Regions from separate parts of the Mus musculus genome. Here all the other regions are linked to region 3. A link is a contact called in public promoter capture Hi-C data. All regions are on one chromosome and are shown on one strand. The core of a region is the stretch at or near the end of the contact, and the rest is flanking DNA. Distances in the headings are between cores, read along the strand shown.

The links. Promoter capture Hi-C pulls out the DNA fragments that hold promoters and counts their contacts.
Region 1: a contact with region 3 is called in a promoter capture Hi-C map of the HPC-7 cell line, with 8 times the contacts expected there. The contact joins the enhancer-like site here to the promoter of Dclre1c in region 3. A contact is called at or near these places in 8 of 39 promoter capture datasets (3T3-L1-derived adipocytes, the C10 cell line, the HPC-7 cell line and 4 more) and 4 of 115 datasets of contacts at active chromatin or transcription factors (astrocytes, embryonic stem cells, large pre-B cells and 1 more).
Region 2: a contact with region 3 is called in a promoter capture Hi-C map of liver, with 4 times the contacts expected there. The contact joins the enhancer-like site here to the promoter of Dclre1c in region 3. A contact is called at or near these places in 3 of 39 promoter capture datasets (embryonic stem cells, hippocampal neurons and liver), 1 of 484 Hi-C or Micro-C datasets (CD4 T cells), 3 of 115 datasets of contacts at active chromatin or transcription factors (astrocytes, embryonic stem cells and microglia) and 2 of 9 other capture datasets (adipose tissue and liver).
Region 4: a promoter capture Hi-C map of pre-B cells shows a contact between it and region 3, with 5 times the contacts expected there. The contact joins the promoter of Phyh here to the promoter of Dclre1c in region 3. A contact is called at or near these places in 4 of 39 promoter capture datasets (embryonic stem cells, liver and pre-B cells), 1 of 484 Hi-C or Micro-C datasets (B cells) and 1 of 115 datasets of contacts at active chromatin or transcription factors (astrocytes).
Region 5: a promoter capture Hi-C map of liver shows a contact between it and region 3, with 9 times the contacts expected there. The contact joins the promoter of Prpf18 here to the promoter of Dclre1c in region 3. A contact is called at or near these places in 4 of 39 promoter capture datasets (embryonic stem cells, hippocampal neurons, liver and 1 more), 1 of 484 Hi-C or Micro-C datasets (cortical neurons), 1 of 115 datasets of contacts at active chromatin or transcription factors (pro-B cells) and 2 of 9 other capture datasets (adipose tissue and liver).
Region 6: a promoter capture Hi-C map of embryonic stem cells shows a contact between it and region 3, with 3 times the contacts expected there. The contact joins the promoter of Bend7 here to the promoter of Dclre1c in region 3. A contact is called at or near these places in 9 of 39 promoter capture datasets (the 3T3-L1 cell line, cranial neural crest, embryonic stem cells and 6 more), 3 of 115 datasets of contacts at active chromatin or transcription factors (astrocytes, large pre-B cells and stem cell-derived neural progenitor cells) and 2 of 9 other capture datasets (embryonic stem cells and pancreatic islet).
Region 7: a promoter capture Hi-C map of liver shows a contact between it and region 3, with 2.7 times the contacts expected there. The contact joins the enhancer-like site here to the promoter of Dclre1c in region 3. A contact is called at or near these places in 15 of 39 promoter capture datasets (the 3T3-L1 cell line, 3T3-L1-derived adipocytes, the C10 cell line and 10 more), 1 of 484 Hi-C or Micro-C datasets (cortical neurons), 3 of 115 datasets of contacts at active chromatin or transcription factors (astrocytes, large pre-B cells and pro-B cells) and 2 of 9 other capture datasets (adipose tissue and macrophages).

The regions. Positions count from the first base shown.
Region 1 is chr2:4,615,001-4,617,942 of GRCm38.p6, reverse strand. No RefSeq gene overlaps it. Among named protein-coding and RNA genes, the nearest start is that of Gm13179, 22 kb to the right of the region's middle. Within about 2 kb of position 1,487, at least 11 of the 459 cell types and tissues checked have an H3K27ac peak or open chromatin away from gene starts, as enhancers often do. A contact at or near this core is called in the HPC-7 cell line, where this site is marked.
Region 2 is chr2:4,893,858-4,897,175 of GRCm38.p6, reverse strand. Sephs1 (selenophosphate synthetase 1) reads right to left here. Exons shown (of 9, transcript NM_175400.6): 6 at 397-487. Among named protein-coding and RNA genes, the nearest start is that of Sephs1, 14 kb to the right of the region's middle. Within about 2 kb of position 1,340, at least 4 of the 459 cell types and tissues checked have an H3K27ac peak or open chromatin away from gene starts, as enhancers often do. A contact at or near this core is called in liver, where this site is marked.
Region 3 is chr2:3,422,459-3,425,447 of GRCm38.p6, reverse strand. It overlaps Dclre1c (DNA cross-link repair 1C), which reads right to left and starts at 1,317. Exons shown (of 14, transcript NM_146114.3): 1 at 1,122-1,317; 2 at 33-84. The coding sequence starts at 1,230. It also overlaps a transcript of Meig1 not described here.
Region 4 is chr2:4,917,244-4,920,544 of GRCm38.p6, reverse strand. Phyh (phytanoyl-CoA hydroxylase) reads right to left here and starts at 1,549. Exons shown (of 9, transcript NM_010726.2): 1 at 1,401-1,549. The coding sequence starts at 1,475.
Region 5 is chr2:4,650,385-4,653,474 of GRCm38.p6, reverse strand. Prpf18 (pre-mRNA processing factor 18) reads left to right here and starts at 1,340. Exons shown (of 10, transcript NM_026045.4): 1 at 1,340-1,559. The coding sequence starts at 1,494.
Region 6 is chr2:4,716,114-4,719,548 of GRCm38.p6, reverse strand. It overlaps Bend7 (BEN domain containing 7), which reads right to left and starts at 1,718. Exons shown (of 9, transcript NM_178663.4): 1 at 1,257-1,718. The coding sequence starts at 1,317.
Region 7 is chr2:4,508,248-4,511,500 of GRCm38.p6, reverse strand. All of the region lies in intron 5 of Frmd4a (FERM domain containing 4A), which reads right to left. Gm39751 (a long non-coding RNA gene) reads left to right here. Exons shown (of 5, transcript XR_865941.3): 1 at 1-1,158; 2 at 1,887-2,225. Among named protein-coding and RNA genes, the nearest start is that of Gm39751, 3.8 kb to the left of the region's middle. Within about 2 kb of position 1,595, at least 45 of the 459 cell types and tissues checked have an H3K27ac peak or open chromatin away from gene starts, as enhancers often do. A contact at or near this core is called in adipose tissue, hippocampal neurons and liver, where this site is marked.

The DNA of each region.
Region 1 (2,942 bases), core at 238-2,737, 1.2 Mb before region 3:
CATATTTGAAGTGTCTTCTGAAACCTTTGCTTTAGCAGGGTTACATTGTGGACTTAGTTTGTGTTCACCCGATGATAACCCAGTTGAAACACCTCTACTGTACATTTCCTTTTAGGAAGGCTCTAATCAAGACAGACTTCATGCCTGTTGTCTCCTGTTGAGTTTTGTACATTTTCTTGCTTAAATGAATTTTTAAATTCATTTAAAAATTGAATTTATTTAATTTTTATTAAAGAATTATTTATTTTATGTATATGAGTACACTATAGCTGTCCTCAGATACACCAGAAGAGGGCATTGGATCCAATTACAGACAGTTGTGAGCCACCATGTGGTTGCTGAAAATTGAACTCAGGACCTCTGGAAGAGTAGTCAATGCCCTTAACCACTGAGCCATCTCTCCAGCCCCTCTTGCTAGTTTATACTTATGTATACATTCTTATGGACATAGATGTTGTACTATGGCTGAGGCCAATTGTTGTGCTAATTGTTAATGGGAAGGAACAAATCTCATGCCCAGCTTGGATATTGATATAATCTTTTCAGCTATCTTTGAGTAGGGACCCCATTAAAAAATCATTTCATTTGGTAATCTTTTAAAAACATTTATAGACTTATTTTTATGTCCATGAGTATTTTTCCAGCATGTAGTTAAGCTTACTGCACTTGGGCAGTGCTTATGGAAGTCAGAACAGTATCTGATCCCAGGGAAGTAGAGGTACAGATGGTTTGAGTTGCTGCGTGGGTGCTGGGAAGTGAATCTGGGTCCTTTGTAAGAGCACCAAGCGCTCTTAATCACTGACTCATCCCAGCCTGTATGCCAATTTTAATGAAACTTTTTTTCTCTTTCTTTAACGGTGTCATCATAGTGGCATTCCTACAAGCATGGGATTTCAGAGAAGGGAACTGAATTTTTGCACTTTCTGTAAAATCCTAGTGTTTCGTTACGTATTCGTTCATTTGTATTTGTGTGTCTGTGACGTAAGCTCACGTGTGTGGGAGCTTGCACGCCTATGCACATTAGTGAAGGCAGAAGAGCACTTCCTACTCCTGTGAGCAGTCTCTCTCTGATTCTGGGACTCTTGTATGAAGCTTTGAGGTTGCTGCATCCTGACTCCCCTTTTCCTGTCTCATGTAGCTGTGGCCTTAACCTTATTCTCACACTAGTTGAATTTGGAAGCACTCTTAAGCACTGTAAGTGTACCAGCATTCTTCCTTAGCAGACGTGGTGGAAATGGCATTACTCTTTCCGTCTCGGGCTAAATCTTCTACTGTGCCTGCTTTCCTGCCCCTCTCTGGTAAATGATTCAGTTTTTATTTTCTTCCTCTTTCCCACAATGCAGTATAAATCTCACAAGGATGGACATTCATATCTGTTTTGTTTACTGCAGATGTGGGAAGAAAAAGAGCCATCAGGGATAATTACAAGATCTTTGACCTGAGCCCTAGGAAGATGGCACTTCCTCTAAGTTGAGGGTGGCCATTGGAGCATGTTTGGAGGGGGAAATCAAGAGTTAGGTTTTTGACATCTCGCTGTTGAAGAGGCAATAGGAAGTACAGATTGAAAGAAGAGCCCCAGAATGGATGGAAAGTGCTGGTGTCGCCAGCAGAAAGGTGACACAGCAAACCAGGAGAGCAGTGTGTTATGGTTGGAATCGGAAATGTTCTCAGGAGGCTTGTGTGTTTGAACACGTGGTCCCTAGATGGCTATGCTCTGTGGGATCTTTGGGATGTGGGGCCTTTGTGATATAAGTAGTTCACTAGGGAGTGATCTTTGAAGTTTATATGTGCCTCTTGTTCCAGTTTTGCGTTTTGTGTTCTGGTCAGCCAAGAATCAGGGTACGTTTACTTGCAAGGACCTGGTACTACCCTTTGCCTGCTAAACCAGAGTCAAATAAAACCTTCCCTGAGGTGGTTTCTCTCAGGTACTTTATAATAGTGATGAGAAAATACAGGGAGCCAAGAGTAAGAGAGTCCAAACAAACATAGTGGTGTGAAGAAGTTATCTCAGTAGAGTAAGGAACACTGTCTACATTCAGTGCCTGATGGTAAGCTGCATAAAATGACAAAAGGGAGCTGTTGGCATCACAAGGCGTCCATCTTGATGACTCGGCTAGGTGAAGCGGAGGGGAGGAGTGCATGACTGGAGTGAGTTTTAGGGAAAATGGGTACCAGAAAGAGAAGCAAAAGTAACCTACTACTGGCTTATAAGGATAACATCTTATAAAATGTGCTTCTACGAAGAATAAAAAACACCCATGTGCGTGCATGTGCGTGTACACCAATTATTCTAGAATACCAATTATTATCTACACTATTGCCTTGGCTGAATAGAAGTGACTTTGCTGGCAGTGTGACTTAGTGTAAACCAGGCAGTTATATATTATACCTCAGTGGCTGTCATCTCAGAGAGGCCAACTCCTTGCGCAAGGTCTGAGTGAGAGCCCCTGTATGTTAGTGTCCTTGGGAATTGGCTTAAGCTCCTCCCAGTTTAATGCTGCTAGAGTTCCTCACCCTTTAAATCTCTATCCTGTGCTGCTTTTTCTGATTCACAAGCACCTAAGACTGAGCACACGGATTCTGTACCAAGTGTGCAGGGCCTTGACAGAGGCCACTGGCTGCTCACAGCCTTCAAGTGGATCTGTACACTCTGGGGAGAGTTTTGTGTGTCTTTTAACAGTTATTCTGGGAAGTCAGGGACTGAATATTTTTAATATTTTCTACAGGATCAGGGTGTTTACTTTGTGTTCTCCAGGAATCAAGATAAAAATGAGAGTTATTATGTTGACATTATGTGAGAGGCAGAAGTAGGGGTGTGTGTGAGTGTGTGTGTGTGTGTGTGTGTGTGAGTGTGTGTGTGTGTGTGTGAGTGTGTGTGTGTGTGTGTGTGTGTGTGTGTGTGTGTGTGTGTGAGTGTGTGTGTGTGTGTGTGTGTGTGTGTG
Region 2 (3,318 bases), core at 91-2,590, 1.5 Mb before region 3:
ATGCCCTCTTGTGGGGTGTGTGAAGACAGCAACAGTGTAACTTATATACATAAAATAAGTAAATAAAAATTAAACAAACAAAAAACAAACAAAAAAAACCCCCAAACTCCATGACAATTATGTCAACACCTGACCTGATTCCTCAAGCTGGGACTCGCACCCCTTTATATGGCTTAAATTTTCATTTATGAGAATATGGATAATTCACCTAAGGACTTTACTGATAATTTTATAGAGGTAAAATTTAAAGTTTTCATTTCACAAGTGCCCCCCCCCCCCCGCTTCAAACAAAACAAAGCACAAACCACTCTGAAACTAAAGAGCAACTGTGAGAGCTAACTGTCCCACCCACCCCTACTCTCAGCCCAGCCCCAGTCCTGAACTGCTTTTACTTACAATATCCAGCCACTGGTGCACAGCAACTGCAACCTGTGTCCCCAGGGGCTTTGTCAATACCAGCACATCCCCAGGTACTGCATTATCTGGCCTGCAGAAAAGAAAAGAGCACGTTCTGATCACACTAACGGAGGCGGCAACAGTAAAGCAAAAAGGGAATCTTGTTTAAAATAAACGTTTTGCAACAATTCTTCCTTTCCTGTGTGTGTGTGTGTGTGTGTGTGTGTGTGTGTGTGTGTGTGTGTGTGTGAATGCACATGTATGTGGGTTAGGTAGAAGCCAGAAGTCAACATTATCTTTAATATTTTCCAGCTTAGTTTTTGAAATAAGGTCTCTCACTGGGCCCAGGACTTACCATTTTGGCTAGTGAGCTCCAGGGACTTGACTGTGTCTGTCTCCCTGATGGCAATACAGGTGAGCACTGCCAATAACTAGTTTTTAAGTGGCTGCTAGAGACAAAACTCAGGTCCTCATGCTTGCCCCAAATAGATGCAGGATGCTTACTGGGCACGCCATCTGCTACTGGAGTAAAAGGAGCTTCCACTAATGAAAAGATGGCTAAACATGAACAATGTGCTCAGCTTCTCTCTTCTGAGCAAGATTATGGTGCTACTCACTTGTCACCTCAGCTGCCTGGGAGACTAGGGCAGGGAGATCAAAGCCTGCTTGACATGGCAGCCCTAAGGAACAAGTTAAAGGGAGAGATGGGGTGTGTGTGATGTGTAGAGATCTGAGGATGTAGCCAACAGCAGAGCCACTGCCTTCCACACTCAGGTCTGGGGTTCAACTCCCTATTATGGAAAAGCAAGCAAGCAAGCAAAACCACAAAGCAGAAGAGCAGAGATCAGGTCTGTAAACCCAGGCAATCGCCATCCGGGGAATCTGGCCTGCCTGTTCACTGCTGTGGAGTGGAACCTGGCAGAGCCTTTATGACAGGCAGGCTCTCAGCATTACTAACACACCCCACCTGACCTAGGGATTCTTAGAACTAGTCCCAATGACCTGCTCCAAGGTTATGCCTGGAACATTAGTTACAGCATCAAAATAACCAAACATAATTGAAACAGCAATAGCAAATACACAAAACTAACAGGAGGAGAGTCTGGCAGGAAACTTGAGCCTCTACACAGATCATGACCACTGCACTGTAGATTCTTTTTACATCTTTTACATTCTGACTCAGGTCAACATACTACCTGCCAGTTACTAATTAAGAACTGAAGTGAGGGTCAGTCGATGGCTTAGTGGGTGCTTGCCACCAATTCTCTGGACCTGGTTGCCATCAACTCTCAGAACCTGGGCTCAATTTCTTTCCTAGGACTCCCCAGGAGAGAAGAACCAGGTCCTTCAAGTGGTTTCCCACCACAGAAATCAATCAATCAATCAATCTAAACCAAATAAATGAAGGACAGGGTGCCTCTCTGAACATCAAACATGGAACGTGACAATCTATGTTGAAATCCATCTCTAAAGGATACAGAGAAATGTTTTTTCACCCCAAACAAAGCTTTAAGACTAGATGCTTGCCACCACTACTCATTAAAGAAACGCAAGTCAAAGCCACATGGGATGGCACCTGTGTAGGCAGGTACCACTACACTGGTTCTGAGCAGAAGGAGAATGGCATCATAAAACAACTTCTAGGGCTGGTGAGATGGCTCAGTGGGTAAGAGCACCCGACTGCTCTTCCGAAGGTCCAGAGTTCAAATCCCAGCAACCACATGGTGGCTCACAGCCATCCGCAACAAGATCTGACTCCCTCTTCTGGAGTGTCTGAAGACAGCTACAGTGTACTTACATATATTAATAAAATAAATCTTTAAAAAAAACAAAAAACAACTTCTAGAGGGGATGTGGAGAACTTGGGTCTGTACACACACAAAAGAGCAAAACAAAACTGCACTTGAAGGGGGTTTATAGTAATAGGAGAAGACAACTCAAAAGTCCACCAGTCAACAGACAAACTTGAGGTATATACAGACAATAGCTTACTAGGCCATAACAAAGTACTGTGGTGGTGGTGGTGGCATACACCTTTGAACCCAGAACATGGGAGCTGGAGGCAGATTGTGTGAGTTCAAATACAGAAAAAAGTTCCAGGACAGCCAGGACTACATAGAGAAACTCACTCTTTTTTTTTTTTTTTTAAAGATTTATTTATTTATTTATTTATTATATGTAAGTACACTGTAGCTGTCTTCAGACACACCAGAAGAGGGAGTCAGATCTTGTTACGGATGGTTGTAAGCCACCATGTGGTTGCTGGGATTTGAACTCAGGACCTTTGGAAGAGCAGTCGGGTGCTCTTACCTGCTGAGCCATCTCACCAGCCCGAGAAACTCACTCTTAAAAAACAAAACAAAGAGGGCTGGAGTGATGGCTCAGCAGGTAAGAGCACTGACTGCTCTTCCAGAGGTTCTGAGTTCAATTCCCAGCAACCACATGGTGGCTCACAACCATCTGTAATGGATCTGATGCCCTCTTGTGGTGTGTCTGAAGAAAGCTACAGTGTACTCATATACATAAAATAAGCAAATCTTTAAAAAAACAAAACAGAACAAAAAAGTAAAAAAAAAAAAAAAAAAAAAAAGCACTATGGATTTGTGCTACAACTTGATGATATGAGAGCAAGTAAAGCCAGGTACAAAGTGTCCTACAGAGCACGGTTCCATTTATCACAGTGCTCAGAGCAGGCTGCCCTTACAAAGAACACTGCGGGAAGGGCAAACTAGAAATGTCTGCAAATAAGGACAGGCGTGGGTAAGGGAAGCCAACGTTCTGGGTGCTGACGGGATGATGCTCATTCAAGCCTGCACTCACAAAACCACTGTAGACTTAAAACGCTGACACAGAGGTAGAGCTTACGGTGCAGTACCCGCTTAGCAGACACAACAAGCTGTGTTCAAGGCCAGGTACAAGAAA
Region 3 (2,989 bases), core at 68-2,567:
CTTAAATACAAATAAGTAACAAAGCCAATTACCTGCATTCCAGCCTTCTTTTCAAGGAAGGAGCCCTTAATCCTTTCATGTGATCTACAAGGAAAAGAATTAGAAATCATAACCATGTTTTGTTTGATTTGGTTTTTTAGAGGATTTCTCTTCCCTGCAACAGCTGGGTTGTCTTTGTAAGCTTCCTACTGTGAGAAACTACCTAAGGCTCACCATTCTGAGCAAATAGATTCCCACAGGCCTTTGGCTCTTCTGCACATGACGAACCTTTCAGAGTAGGGAACAGGAACCACTAAAAAGGGTTAGACCCTGAGCTGATGAAAGCTATTCAAGTCCCACCTGGGTCAGGGGACATACGCAGGAAGATCAAGTGCGAGTATGAGAACCTGGGTGGGCTGATATGACTCCACCTAGGATACGTGAAGCTCTGCCCCACAACCTAAAATAAGTAAATAATAAAGAAGAAAAATGGGGGACACTTGGCCAAGCTTATCGACTGGTTGTACACACACACACACACACACACACACACCCAAGAGTATAGTGTGAGAAACATTTGTGTGTGTGTGGGGGGGGGGGGGTTAAAGGGAGCGAGGGAGGGAGGGAGAGGGAGGAGGAGAGACAGAGAGACAGAGATAGATGTACAGATCGATCTTGGGCTCTTGCCAAATATCTCCGGGATGTAGAACTTCTGAAACACGTGCCTGTGTGAGAGAGGGGCATTTCGCTCTTACCTAATGTCTTTGGGTGTAGACGTTCTGAAACGTGTTTTCCTTACTCGAGATAAACGAGAATTAGGGAAGTTTGGGCATGAGCTAATTAATTAAGCCTTACCAAACATACCCTCCGCTGGGACAGCAACCAGCACTTCTAACAGCTCTGCCTTACCACAGCGTCCAGGTCTGATTGCAACCGGAGCTGGGGTTAGGAGCTGGGGTTACAGAGGTGGTACAGACCAGGAGCTCAATAAAGCCAGAGGTTAAGCGCCAACTGGCATTAGGAGTGCTTCCCAGTGCCTCGCGGAGTCCCAGCCTGTCCTCCCCTCACCAGGTGCCGACCTCTGCCATTGCCTCTTCAGACCATAGCGCCCCTGAAATAGGTAACGAGAGGAGCTCACTCACCCTTGTGACAGTGCGAAAGGAAGTAGGCACGGGCTTTCAGGTTCTCCCTGTCGAAGCGGTCAATGGAGATGGTTGGATACTCCGCCATCTGTCCCTGGAAGGAGCTCATCGCACCCGGGAACACTAGACCCAAAGCCCACCTCGGAAACAGAAGCACACACTGACCCTGGGCGCCACTTCCGGGAACCTGCGCACCGCCTACCCATAGGCCGGCAGAGCTCAGCCACATCCAATCAAAGGACCCTTGAGGTAGGGGCGGAGCCAATGGGCATCCAATCCTGATCCAGCCTCCCAAGTCCCTTGGTTTAAATAACTGCACCAGCTGGGCACGGAGAAACAGCTGTGCGTAGTTTGTGGGTAGCACTGGCTGGTCATGGAAAGTCACGTTCCTGCCAGAAAGCAAGAAAAGACACCGAAGTGTTTGTTGCGCAATGCAGATCTGCCCGCATCTGTGGAGGAACCAAGGCAGGAAACGAAACACAACTGAGAATGGAGGCCAGAGAGCTTCCCTTTTCTTAACCATATTGCCTTGCATTTCCTCAGATCTAGTGAAGATCGAGTTCTTTTCACTTTTTTAAAAATCTTATCCCAATTTGTATTTTATAGGGTAACCACGAGGATTGGATGAGTCATTGCCTCTGACTCTTGGTTAGTAGATTCCATTGGTAGTTGCTCCCTCTTCTGTATTATATAAGCTAACTATATTTTGAAGGCTACAATTCAGACATAGATTCTTAGAGCAGGGGTGGGGGGAGTAAAGATTCCATTGATCTGCTGGCCTCCAGTAATCATTTAAGTTGTACTTTGAGGAAGTCAGAAGGATATATAAAGAGACAGAGGGAGAGGATGGGGGGCAGGGTGGGAAAGTGTGTAGTAATCATACTAAGATCCACCAAAGACTTTGTCAGTGGCATTTATTTTCTCCTTCCTAGCAAGTTCTCCTCAGATACTCAGCACTGTTGATCAACTGGAACCTCCAAACCCTGCTATGCAGAACACTTTGGCAAGCCTTGTGGAGGTAAACAGGAAAACTGAAAAGAAGCAGTGTCTGCAAAAACTGAGCGACTGGTTTTAGTACTGTGGGGAGATTAGAATGTTGCAGATCCAGAAGCGAATTATCGTATCTTGAGCTAGTTCTAGCCCTTGGGAATAGCCATCCCTTGTTTATCTCTGTTGGAATTAACATCTTGTGAGTAACAGATGAAAACCTTTTGGAATCTCCTAGTTTAGCAGACCACTATTTTCACCTAACCCAAAAATTAAGAACGTCATCAGATAGCATCTCGGGCCTATAGAAAAGCTTTCTCATCTTTGCTCTCCGATGTACACTAAATATGACCTGACTTAAGACTTTCTTCTATAAAACTGTGAAACTCTTTCCTTGTTGGAACATGGAATTTAGGATGACCCAAATCTCTGTTCCAGCCCCAAGGTTATTAAAAATGGCCCCAGAATAAACTCTCTTTTTCCCTTTAAGATGAGGTTTCTCGATCCACAGTGGTTACATGGCTAACTCTGATGTGCCATCCGAGTTCAGCACATTTGAAAAGCCACAAAAATGAAGAATATGACAAGAATATTTTCACAGAGGCAGAAGTGATCATGGGATGATGCCAGGAGTAAGCTCTGAGCAGAGGGGTCGGAATGCCAGGGTCAGAGAACATCTGGTTACTCTTGCAGTCATAATACCTGGTTCTATTCACATTCAGATATTCATAAGGAGGAAGCAGGGAAGTAGAGGGAAGTGTTCTGGATATACACACCAACTTATACATTCCACACAGTAGTACCGGTAAAGCCTTGGTTTTGTATAAGATGGTCTTTCCTAGACTACCGGAGGACAATTGCTGTGGATGGGTTGTCTCTAC
Region 4 (3,301 bases), core at 300-2,799, 1.5 Mb before region 3:
GACTGCATCAATTTCAGTCCAAATACATCTAGTACCAGTATATCCAAGGTTCTCAAAATGTAGCAAACATCCAACTGCCAAGAAAAAACCAGACTGTGATATTCCATCCCTACATGGCCTGCAGGTCTAACCACTGCTTTAGTCCAATACACACTAATCAGGGTCTTTCCCCATTAGTTTCTCAGTGTAAAATGAAGTTACATTATTAGCCTGTAGAGTTTAAGCTTGAGGTAAGCCTGGCACACCGCTGCTTATAAACCAAAAGCCCCACAGGCAGAATAACAGGGAAGGCCAAATAAACAACTATTATGATCAGCCTCGGAGGTGGCAGGCACTGAAAACCCTAAACCATTCATTTTTAGCAATTTCTAGGGCGAGGGGCCAACAGTTTGATGCTTCCTCCCATCCCCCAAGAGTCTGAGTGTATGCATGTATGTGTTTGTGTGTGATGTGTGTGTACACACACGTGTTCGTGTGCATAACTGCTTCCAAGCCTTGGTTTAGTGTTTTGTTTTGCTTTTTAGACCGTCTGTCACTTTTGGCCAGGATGGCTGGCCATTAAGATCCTCAAGTCTGCCGGACGGACGGTGGTGGCACGAACCTTTAATCCCAGCACTTGGGAGGCAGAGGCAGGCGGATTTCTGAGTTCGAGGCCAGCCTGGTCTACAAAGTGAGTTCCAGGACAGCCAGGGCTATACAGAGAAACCCTGTCTCGAAAAACCAACCAACCAACCAACCAACCAACCAACCAACCAACCAACCAACCAACCCTCGAGTCTGCACCTGCACCTCCCAGGGGGATCACAAGCATTTATCACCAGGCACTCGCTTCTGAAGTCGCTTTCCGGGAACCAGTTCAGTCCTCAGGAGACTGGGGACACCTGGCCCCTGGAGTGGGAGCTTACACAGCTAGTGGGATGGTGACAGACAGAGGGCAGGTGGAGATGGGCAGCTAGCTACCTGCTGGACAGGGTCCTGAGCCTTCTCTTTTTGGCGACTGGCGCCTCCTCCTGACCTCTGAGAATCCCTGCCTCTGCCGGCCTTGGTCACAGGCAAGCACCTGTGGGCAACTGTCCTTGGTGTTTCTGGATGCAGAAGTCAACTCAAAAAATGGCAAGCCTCTTTGTGATGACGTCGTCACCTTTCGCTTTATGCTTCCCGCTTTACACCAGCAAGAAACCACGGTTTCTTGAAGGCTCAAAATGCTGCCTAGAGAAGTCCCACCAGAGAGCCCTTCCAGAAGACGAGGGCTCTCTGGGGATGCAGCCTCCACCCGGGAACCCTAGGGATGGAGACAGGGAAGAGATGGCGGCGCAGAGGCTCTCTTATGTCCTTGAAGCCACCACCAGGGCGGAGAGGCTCCTTCGAGCCTGTGAGCCCTTCCACAGCCCAAAGGATACAATCGTTGGGGCCGAGGGTCGGCCGAGGTGTCCCAGAAGGACCTGCAGCCGGGCGCCGGCGCGCGTAAGATTCATGGTGGGGGCCAGCAGACGAAACTGCTGCGCCCAGGTCACACTTAACTTACGGCAAGGCCCCGCCTCCTAGTAGAGGGTGGAGTTCTGTCCAAGGGCAGGACACAGCGCCACCTCCCCCAGGCTGGGGGTTGGGGAGCTGGGGATGAGGGAGCGAGCCTAGGCTGTCTGGAGTCCTTGCTCCCCGCCGCTGTGTCTTTGTTCTAATCTGCAAGGTCCGAAATTTTGCGACTGGGGTGATGCAAGCCGAGCAGCCCGAGGCCGTTAGGGATCTGAGCCACCCTTTTAACTTGGTAGTTTTAATCTATGAACAACTAATCTATGTGACTAGTTCTCCCACTAAAAATTAAAATCATCTGTGTTATTCAGAAGAGACATTAAATTTAGCGTGAATTCATCCTAAAATATTAGAAAGTTTGGCTGTTAGTTTTTAAGAAGAGCGATCCACACGGTCTAGGATAACTTACATTACATTTTTGTGTGTGGTGGTGGTAGTGGTGATGGGGTGTGGTGTGTGTGTGTGTGTGTGTGTGTGTGTGTGTGTGTATGTATGTATGTATGTTTGCATCCTTGTTTGTGGAGATCAGAGAAATAATCTTCAGGGAAGTTGAGTCTCTTTCCACCACCTGAGTTTTGGGGATCGAACTCTGATGGTCAGGTTTGTTCAGCAAGCTCCCTTAACCACTGTGTATCTCACCAGCCAGTATAACATGTAAAATTTCTTATGTAGCTAAAAACTGTTTTCTTTAATCCCAGCACTTGGGAGGCGGAGGCAGGGGGATTTCTGAGTTCGAGGCCAGCCTGGTCTACAAAGTGAGTTCCTGGACCACCAGGGCTACACAGAGAAACCCTGTCTCGAAAAAGCAAACCAAACCAAACCAAACCAAACCCAAAACAAAACAAAACTGTTTTCCTAAAGTCTTTGAAATTCAACCACTACACATAATCTCAATCTCTTTGTCTCTCGGTCTCTTAAGAGAGTTACTTCTAGATTGCTTCTAGTTACTCCATAAACATGTTATTGTTTCTTAAATGCTTTCATTAGATAATTTGGTGACAGTGCCATAGTCCAGGAGAGACAAGCAAGTAACCAGCTGGCTACTTCCTGTTTTCAGGTTGCAGAGATTTGCCCTTTGTGCCTTGACCTTTAGGACGAGATTCGCTTAGCTGAAGCTCCCAGGGCCGGCTTGGTCATTTGCTTATCTCCCAACCTCATCTGTCCAGCCTGAGCAACCTGGTGGAAGCCTGACCATGTCCTGAGAGACCGGCTTAATTAGCCCACAGTTTAAAAGCAGGACTGACTGCATTCCCCCCCCACCCCCCACTTGGGAAATAGGTGTGTTCTTACTGCCCTCACCTGGTGCAAAATGGGAACTGCAGGGAGAAGGAAGAAAACAAAACTGAAATTAGTCTGAATTTGGGTCACCTCAAGCAGAATTGAAAGATTAAGACCGTCATTCTGAGGATGACTGGTTTCCCTAAAAAACAGAGAGAATTATGGCTTTGGGGCCTGTCTTAGGGTTTCTATTGCCGCCATGACCATGACCAAAAAAGGAAGTTGGAGAGGAAAGGGTGCATTCGGCTTACATTTTTACTGATCTGTTCCTCATTAAAGGAAGTCAGGACAGGAACTCAAACAGGGCAAGATCCTGGAGGTGGGAGCTGAAGCAGAGAACATGACAGGTGCTGCTTAACTGGGCTCGTTCTCCATAGCTTGTTCAGCCTCTGCTTTCTTCTAGAACCTAGGACCACCAACCCAGGCCACCAGCCCAGGGATAGCACCACCCACCATGCCCTGGGCCTTCCCCATCAATCACTAGTTAAGAAAA
Region 5 (3,090 bases), core at 91-2,590, 1.2 Mb before region 3:
TGCGTGTGTATACGTGTGTGTATGTGGTGGTGTGGTTGTGAACGTGCGTGTGTATACGTGTGTGTATGTGGTGGTGTGGTTGTGGTTAGAGGATGACTTTGAGAATCTACTTTTTCTTTCCACCATGTGGGTTCCCAGGGACTGCACTCAGGTCATCAGTCTTGGCAGCAACTATTTTTAGCTGTTCAGCCATCTTTTTGGTCCTCAGATATCTTTTAGATGAAATATCCTATTTCACACACAGACACACACACACAGTATAAAACTTTCTTTTCTTTTTTAAATTTGTTTATTTATTATATGTAAGTACACTGTAGTTGTCTTCAGACACCCCAGAAGAGGGCATCAGATCTCATTACAGATGGTTGTGAGCCACCATGTGGTTGCTGGGATTTGAACTCAGGACCTTTAGAAGAGCAGTCAGTGCTCTTAACCGCTGAGCCATCTCACCAGCCCCAGTATAAAACTTTCTAATGAGCAATCCTTTCAGTTTTTATTTTGATAAACCATCTTACCTACACTTGAGTTTGAATTGAATGTTATTTCACTACTTCTAGAATAGAAAAATGTAACATAAAATATTGTTGAATTATGACAACTAAAAACAAAGATGCTTTCATGGCATGGAACCAAGAATAGATATGTTATAAATGGTTCTAAGATTAAAAAAAACAAAACAAAACCAAAACTCTGCCAAGTATGGAGGTCCACTCTGCGGTTGGGGCAGGAGGATTACTTTGATAGCAAGAGTTTGAGACCTGCCCAGGCAACACAGTGAGTGCCTGAATCACAATAAAAATAAAAACAAATCAAAGTAGAATTTCAACATATTTTTTCTTGGGCTAGGTTATAAGAAAGAATGATTATATTCCCAATCATCATTGAAAATCTTCATTGCTGATTGCATAACCAGAAAACACAATAAATTTACAGGGTGTTGAATAGGCAATTAATAAACACTGCCATTTTAAAACTTGTATTATTTATGTATTTCTCATTCTCTAGTATGTTAGCACTCTTGGCAAATAAGTAAATTGAGGAACTATGAAGCAAACTTTAGGAGTATACAAGCTGGTTCAATCGGGCACAATAACCATTTAAAGAGACAAACAGTTGTTTTTTTTTTTTTTTTGAGACAACTCAGAAATCTGCCTGCCTCTGCCTCCCAAGTGCTGGGATTAAAGGCCTGTGCTACCTTTGCCCGGCCTTTTGTTCTTTTCTACCTGTTACTGAAATCACAAGTGTGTATCTGGAGGGTTCCGCTAGGGGGCAACAATACTCAGCGGTTTTGGCCGCGTTCGCGCCGAGGGGCGCTCCCTACCTTCCTTTCGTTCATCCTGATTTCCGCCGGAAGCGGCTCCGGCAGTTGTTGTTTTCCGATAATTGGGCTCTGGTTGCTTCGTGGTTTGTCCTCTTCCCCCTCCCCTGGCGGGTGAGGTTACCGCCGAGGAGCTGGGGAGTCAAAGTGAAGACACTTAGACCCTGGGAGCGAGATGGACATCCTGAAATCCGAGATTCTGCGGAAGCGGCAGCTGGTGGAGGACAGGAACCTGCTGGTGGTGAGTCCCGGAGCTGTGGTTCGGGCTTGAGGGTGGTGGACTGTGCTTGCGGTGTTGGCGGGAGGGTGATGGTCCTGAGAGGGTCTGGGGCGGGCACGGGGCTGACAGATCCGCCACTGTCCCGGGCAAGCTGCTGGCCCAGGGCTTAGCAAGGGGCAGAGTATGGATGTCAAGCCTAGTCTGGCTCACTTCGGCGGCGCTTGCTGTCCTAACCAGTATCCGCCGCAGGCAGAGTGATAAAACAGCATACTAGTCATTGTCAATTCCAAAGCATGTTGCAGAGTTAGTCGGCTTTATTCCTAAGCGATCTGGCACACGCCATAGAGTGCAGAGTTTGTTCCTCTTTGTGTGCGTGTGTGTAAAAATCTTGTTTATTAGTCAGTGACTTTTGACAAGTGCAAACACCTGTGTAACCCATTCTCCATGAGGAGATAAAATAGCAATGTCCACTTTCCAGTCCCTGCGTGGATTACCCACCGAAGCAACTTATTTATACCTCAGTTTTGCCTGCTCTAGAATGTCACATCAATAGGATGTACATTTTCATATGGAGCTTCGTTTGATTAGAATGTTCGGGGTATTACTTTGCTGTGTGTGTGTATGTATGTGTGTGTGTGTGTGTGTGTGTGTATGTATGTATGTATTAATTTTCTGAAATTGTATTCTGTTGTCTGAGTAGATCTGGTTACCCATTCTCCTAGGGATGAGTGTTTGAGCTGTTTCTCAGAATTGGTTGAGCAGATTCTGAGCCCTATCCCTTTGGAACCGCAGGGTTACAGAGTACATGCATGCCTAAGTCATTCAAAATGTTGCACATCTATGAGCTATGTCAGAGGCTGGCTAGTCTGCACTGTTGCCCGCGGTTTATGTTGCCTGTCTTTTTGGTGGAGAGGTTTCTGTATGGTTCTAAATCTCATCTTCTTGATAATTTAAGTAATTCATGTGTGACTTTTTTTTTTTTAGATACTTACATATTTTTTTGTGAAGTGTTAAAACTGCTTGCAAACTTAAATTAGGCTAGTTATTAGTTCTCCGGACTTTAAATTAGGTTAGTTATTCTCCATACTTTAAATTACGTTCGTTATTAATTCTCTGGACTCCTTTATGTATCCCACCATCTTCTTTGATAAGTATGTTTTCTGGATATCAATAATAGTGCCTTTTGAGGAATAAAAGCTCTGTGTGTGTGTGTGTGTGTGTTTATATTTATGGATTGGGGGAGAGCATGGCAGGGACCCTTGGGCTTGTCAATGACAAGACAATCAGTATAGATTAGAAACAACTACATAGGGTTTGCATGGGGATGGTGAGGAACCAGAGAGATGAACAGAGATGCTAGTTAAAGCTCTAGGAGACAAAGTTTGGGAAAGGTCACAATCCTCCAGATGGAATCTGAGGAATGGTGTGTGTGTGTTTGTGTTTGTGTGTGTGTGTGTGTGTGTGTGTGTTCATGTCTCCAGCAGCACAGAGCCAGTGGTGAGGCCTCTATTGTGTGTGTGTGTGTGTGTGTGTGTGTGTTCATGTCTCCAGC
Region 6 (3,435 bases), core at 469-2,968, 1.3 Mb before region 3:
ACATCCTGGTTGGGGAGGTGGAGGCCGAGAAGGAGTAGCCAAATATTTTGAATGCATGCACTACACTATTTCAGGCCTCTATCGTTAAACAGTACAAAGCTAAATTAGGGGAAACACAGATGAGCAGATTTGCAAAAATGTCTATAATTAAACCGTTTCCAGACTAACCAAAAGTGAGCTTTATAAAATCCTCATGTCTGCTTAGCTGAGTTCAGAAAAACTCCATCCCTTGCAATCACCCTCCCAATAGTCACCTGTTCACATGTGACTTTTGCTGGGGCCCTTGGAACAATCATGTGGCTCTTTCCTCAGATGCTAGCGGTAGATAAAAACCACCTAGGGAAAGTGGAGCGCTTCTCTGATTTGGCTTTGACCCAAGTTAATGCAAAGATATTTAAAGAGTGTGGGCTCATATTAGAACTTGTACCATTACCTCTGGGGAGGTTGGGGGGGGGGTATCACCATTCTCGATTATTAAGGTGATACATTTTGACAGGTGTTTCTTGTCCGAGTTGGCACCATTTTTTAAAGACTCAAATCAGGAAGATGGACTCGAACAAGAAACAGAACCCAGAGGAGATACTACTCAACTTTCTCCTCCCCGGACAAAATAAACGCCTATAAAGAGTGTGCTGTACACCTGTTAGTCGGCAGGACCAAGCTGGATTTTTCTTTATTTCTTGTGATGCGACACTTGTCTGACTGGTATACGAGATAATCTTAAAACTACCTTTCCACCCAAATCACTCAACTGGAAAAGATGCTGTATGTCAACAATTTCTGCCTTGAGCTTCGATTCCCTAATGAGCTGATTCTTCTTAAAAAGAACAATGATCATCTTTTTCTCTCCTCCTTCTCTTTGCGTGGGGGAAGGAAAAAAAAAACGAAAACAAAAACAAATCCCAGTCTATTCTCGGCCTGCCGGCCAGGCAAACCCTCAGCCACCCCAGCCCAGCGGCCGCCGTGGCGGCGGCACCCCAGAGTGGGCTCGGCTCCCCGGTGTCATTGTTTGCTAATTTCCTGACGTGCCCTCCGACTTGTTTACCTTCAATAACACCCGGTGGGTCCCCCTCAGGCACAACTTTCCCCGCGGCGGGGCGTGTGCGGCCCGCGGGGGGCCCGGGTTCGGGCGGGGACGAGGGGGTCGGGGCGGGCGCGCCCCCGGCGTGGAGCCCGCGGGCGGCCGGGGCGCGCGGGGCCGAGTGCGCGGAGCGCGGCGCCGGCTTCCCGCCGCTGTCCCCGGGCCGGCAGCTTACCTCGGCTCACCAGTTTGAAGCTCTGGGATTTCCTGCTTCTTTTCCTCTCCGAGAACTCCATGGTGCGGGCAAGGTGGCGGCGCGGCAGGAGACTGAGGCGGCGGCTGAGGCGGGCTCGTGTCACCGCCGCGGAGCCGCCGGGACCAAGGTCCGCGTCGCGATCGGCGGGGGAGGCCGAGGGACGGGAGGAACCACCGCGAGCCCGGCCGGGGGTTGCGCGCCCGGGGCGAAGTTGTCCCCGCGCGCGGCTCCGCCTCCCCGGTGTCTTAGGCGACCCCTCGGTGCCCCTTCATGCCGCCTCGCTCTTTCCCGAACGCAGCCCGCCGCAGCCCAACTTTCCGTTGGGAGCGGGGCCGGGCTGGGGCGCGGAGCTGTGGGGTGCTCGCCGCGGCCCGCCTGGGCTCAGCCTGCGGACGCGGCCCGGGGGACGCGGCGAGCCGAGGGAGGGCGGCGGCGGCGGGTGCGGAGCGGCGGCCGGGGCGCTGACCTCCCCCGCGGGAGTAGGGGCCGCGCCGTCGAAGGGGGCGGCGCCGCCGGGACCCCGGGACCACCTGCTGGCGGAGCCCGGCCGCCGCCATCCCCCGGGGGCCGCCGCCACTGCTGGACTCGGCCGTGCGGCGACCCGGCATGGGCCGGAGGCCGCGCGGTTCAGCGTCCGGAGCGGCCCGGGCCCGTGGAGCTGCCCCCCCGGACGGACGCCGCGCTCTGCCCGGCCTCCCTCTGCGGCTCCCGGAGGCGAACCTGCCTTTAGAAATAAGCCAGGGATCGTGGCTCCTTGGCGGCCAGCCCTCGCTCTGTCTGAGAGGCGGGCGGTGCCAGGGCCAGACGCGGATTTTAGGCAACTTTTAAGAGGGGGTGAAGAACTTACCCATCCGCGCTCTTGGAGCAAACAGAGAGAAATTTGAGCATGTACTGCTGAGAAGACTATGGGATGGAGCGAACATCAATTCTTATCCCCACCCTGGGGACTGTAGGGGAAGTTATATGCAAAGGGGGTGCTTGGAATGGTGTTTTGGGGAGAGGAATACTAGAGGTGAGGAGTGCAAGGGGGTGCAGGCTCTTAGGGAAACAGTGGTCATAGCAGGTGCATAGACTCTGCCACTTGACGCAGAAATACCAAAATAATTGCCGTCCGCCAATGGCCATTGGGAGTTTTATGTAATCTTTTTCTCTGGGGAGCCAAGTGTGCACTTACTGTAGGCGCCATTTCTTACCACATGTTTTAAGTGGGAATAGAAAAGATTTTTTACATCACCTGGGAATGGTAGTGTGGAAACATGATCTGACACGCTTAAAAGTACGGCCTCCAAATCTACGGTTTCTAGACCAAAGTACAAAGGGGAAGAAGGGATGGGCTGCTGCTCCAACACCTTAGGAAGGTCAGGTTGCTCCAAAGAATGCAGAGAAAAGGGGGGAGGGGGCTGGGGTGGGCTGTCTTGATGAATGATTGAGGTTAGTTGCACTCAAATGGACAGCCGTTCAAAAGCCACTCTGATAGAACCTTGACGTTAGAAGCAGGGTGACTACCAAGGAGCAAGCAGTGCAAACATGCCTGGGAAATAAAACCAAAGAACCGGTGAGCAGCAAGCCAGCTGGAGACAACAGGATAGACACGGGTGTGGATAGACACGGGTGTGGACACCCGGCAGTGTGGACACCCGGCTGGCCGCAGGGAGACCAAGCGCTTCATCCAGCTCTAAAGCAAATCACTTTAAGAGGGGATTCATTTTTTTTTTCCTACTTCTTTGAGATTATGTTAGAGGCTGAGTCCTTTTCCCAGAAAAGTGTATGGAAGAAATGAAATTGTATTTGGTGAAGTTCTTTGATCTCTTTAGAGTTAAAAGATGCAGTGAAGGGTTCAGTATGATAGTGGTTTGGGCAATAATCCCACTTGTTTCTTCCCCCACCTCCATTCAAAACCAGAATTTTATAAACCTGAAGGTGTCTGGGATGTTTCTAAAGTAAGAAAACATTCTACACCCCATTCTGGGGCCGTGAGAGATAGAGATAGAGATAGAGGGAGGGAGAGAGAGAGAGATCCCTTGTCAAATTTTATTCCAATAGTCACAGGCTGAGTACTACGCTAATTGAATAATGCAGAGTAGTCTCGCCTTGGAGCATAAAGTAAGCTTTTATTGTGCTTAAACTATGATGAAATCATTGAAGGTATCACCCCAAG
Region 7 (3,253 bases), core at 346-2,845, 1.1 Mb before region 3:
TTTCTCTCACTCTATACCACTGGCTAGCCTTAAACTGATGGTAATCCTCCTGCCTCAGCCTTTCAGTGCTGTGATTAAGGCATGATGCCCAGTACATCTTCCTTTCTCGTCCCGTATCACTAGATCTGATACCGAGTGGCTGAACAAGAGGGAAAGCTGGGAGAGACTTAGAGACTAGTCTGTTAGCTTAACACCATTTATTTTTTTCTGAGGATAGAGTCCAAAAACTTGTGACTTGCCTCAGACCATGAGGACCTTAATGGCAGTTATTGTGCCGGAAAACCACAATTTCTTGTCTAATATATGGCCTTATCTTAGGACTTGCCCCTTCCAAGTTAATAAGGTCTCAGTCCCAGCCAGCACCCTCTCAGAACAAAATTTACAACTGAAGTTAGCACTGAAGAATAATTTAAATTGAGAGTTATTTTGAACTACAAGCCAAACTCTGATATATGGATTTTCTAATTAGTCTTGGGGGAGAAGGGGGGGTGTCTAGGCTTGTCCGCCATAACTCATGACACTGTATTGGAGCAGTCCACATCTTTTGAAGAGGGGATATCCTCAAGGTCTCAGGCCAAGGAATTCTAAAGATAGACAAAGATAGTTGCTACTCAGCTCAAGGGAACTAACAGCCGTCTTTCTACCATGTGGAGGACTAGAAGACAACCATTCTTTATGTGTAACGAGCCACAGCAGCTTAACCACCTCTGCAATTCATCTGCCTGGTCAGAGCTGGGATGTGGGAGAATGTTTGCAATGGCAGTTGTGGGACTGCCAGCTCCCGTAACATGACAGAGTACAAACATGTTCATAGAAACTCTCCAGGGTTTCTGCAATAGATCATTTCTAGCTTTATTCATTTCCTTTCCCACTGATCACTTTGCTAAAGAGCTCATGGTACTTGGAAGCACATTGTGTGTGTGTGTGTGTGTGTGTGTGTGTGCGTGTGCGTGTGCGTGTGTGTGTGTGTGTGTGTGTGTGTGAGACATGTGAGCCCTTCTGTTAAACATTTACATCTATGGTGTAGTGAATGGTCAACAGGGGGCTAATGGTTAACACCAGCTGGGAGACTTATCTCATGTGTAACTCAAAATCAACCTTTGGCAGACAGCCCCGAGCAGGAGTTTGGTGTCTCACAATTTGATTCATTTGCTAGATGTAAGTTGTCTGTGTGGGGAAAGAGAGGTGGGGGAAGGGAGGAAGGAAGGCCTTTGCTTTCGCACAGCCCATTCTGCAGGTCCTGTGGGTGAACATTCCGTATAGTGCTCTGCCAGCTATAGCGAAGCTTTAAGCAACAGTCGTAAACGTGTGACCTAGTTTAGGCAAGTTCTTTCTCATTATAGGTGTCCTTAGGGTAAGTGGAAATGAGTGTCTTTAGGGTGAGCTTTCCCTTTCCCTTCAGATGAAGAGAGTATAAAACACCCAGAGTCAGAATGTGTCTGGCAATAGAGGAAAGGGAGCCAGGATGAGAGGCCTCAGACTGTGCACACAGAGCAAGGCTGATGGAGGAGGCTGTGCCGCTACTTCTTAGGATCCCTAGTTACTATTTACTGAGTGTAACAGTCACTGGACGCCCTCCCTCAGAGGAGTCCTCTAGAGAGAGAATAGAGGAACCAGACTCGGAACAGTAGGAAGACAGGCTGGCTCTCGGCTGCTGAGAGCTTGTCTATTCTCCAAGCTTTTCTCCCTTGTTTGGAACGTTATTTATTCCCAAGCAGTTCATGCCTTACATATAATTTTCAGACATATGGTACTGTATATTCTCCCAAGTTTTAGTTCAGTTCCCTACAGCCTCCCTGCACAGTGCGCTTCCTGTCTTCTACTTTAATACGTTCACTATTTCCTTATTATAAATAATAACCCCCCTTTGCATTTCTTTTTTCCAGGTGATTACACTGTTAAGATTTTGCTGGAACGAAACAGAGTCTTTGAGTTTCTGTTCACTTCCCGAGTTTCCCCAGAAAGCCGAGTCCACCACGGAGGACTAGACAGATGTCCCAGAGATCTTCCTGCCAGGTTCCAGCTGCCACGTGACATACAAAAGATGACTCTGCTTTTCCCTCGGCTGGCTTTTAGCTGGCTTCCCAGGCAGTAGATCCCTACCTGTGCTTTTCCAGCAGAGAAACAAACTGATCAAGATAACAAACAGTATACAAAGCCCCGATACGTTCCCGAGGCTGTGGGCTTTCCCTTGACAGAAGACAAAATGGAGAAGCAGGGGAGAGGTAGGAGGCTCTTCAAGAAAGAGCTGTGAGAGGCTTCCACTTGGCCACCTGCAAAGGCTGGTGCTGTGACATTCCTGTGGCTTATCGCATTGATAGTTCTGTGTTGGAGCCTCAATGGTTCCAGTGTCACCTGAGGAGGAGGGGCTCCTGCTGGGTCATTTCCTGAGCCAGAATCTTGCCTGGGAATCCAGGGTGGTGGCAGACATGTGATAATGTTCTATTGAGAGGGAATGCTGTATCTTTTGGCTACTGAAGCCATGATGTATGTATTTTGGGCCTCTTTCCCTCACTACTGAGTGAAAGGGCATCATTCCCTTTGCTCTTTGGAAAATGGTATAGAATGACAGAATGTGGTTTGCTGTAGGTGTGTACAGGCATGCATGCGTGCATTCTTCGTGCAGACGGACAAGATGGACAAGACGGACCACTTCCATTCACTCAGCCCTGCTTTATCTAAAGCGATGAAGCAACTTCAGGAGGAGGACCCAGGGCACTTGTCAGCAGCTTTATGGTGGCTTGGTGGCTATCCACTCTCTCTCGGGAAGATTGCCATCAGAGAATCTTGACATGCTCCAAAAAAACCAAAACAACAACAACAAAAAAAAAAACATGCAACGGGGCCTCCTGACCTGGTTCAGAGGGTTTGCTGGTACTTTTCAAGTCGTACCAAGAATCTCAAGGGAAAGCATTCCTCTGTGGTTAGGTTGAGAAAGTCCAACTTTTCCCATACAGCAAATGAGATGATTAGTGTTAATTATCATCGCAACAGCGCCTAGAATAGCCTGGGAGGCAGGCCTCTGGGCACGTCTGTGAGGGGCTGTCTTGATTACATTAATTGAGGTTGGAAAGCCTCTCTGTGGATGGCGGCCCTATTCCTTGGCTGGGATTCTGGACTGCGAATGGAGACAGGGGGCTAATGCCAGCATTCATGCCTTTGTGTGTCCTGACTGTGGATGCGATGTGACCAGTTATCCCAAGCTTCTGCTACTCTGACCTCCCTATTACACTGGACCAAGCCTTCAGATTGT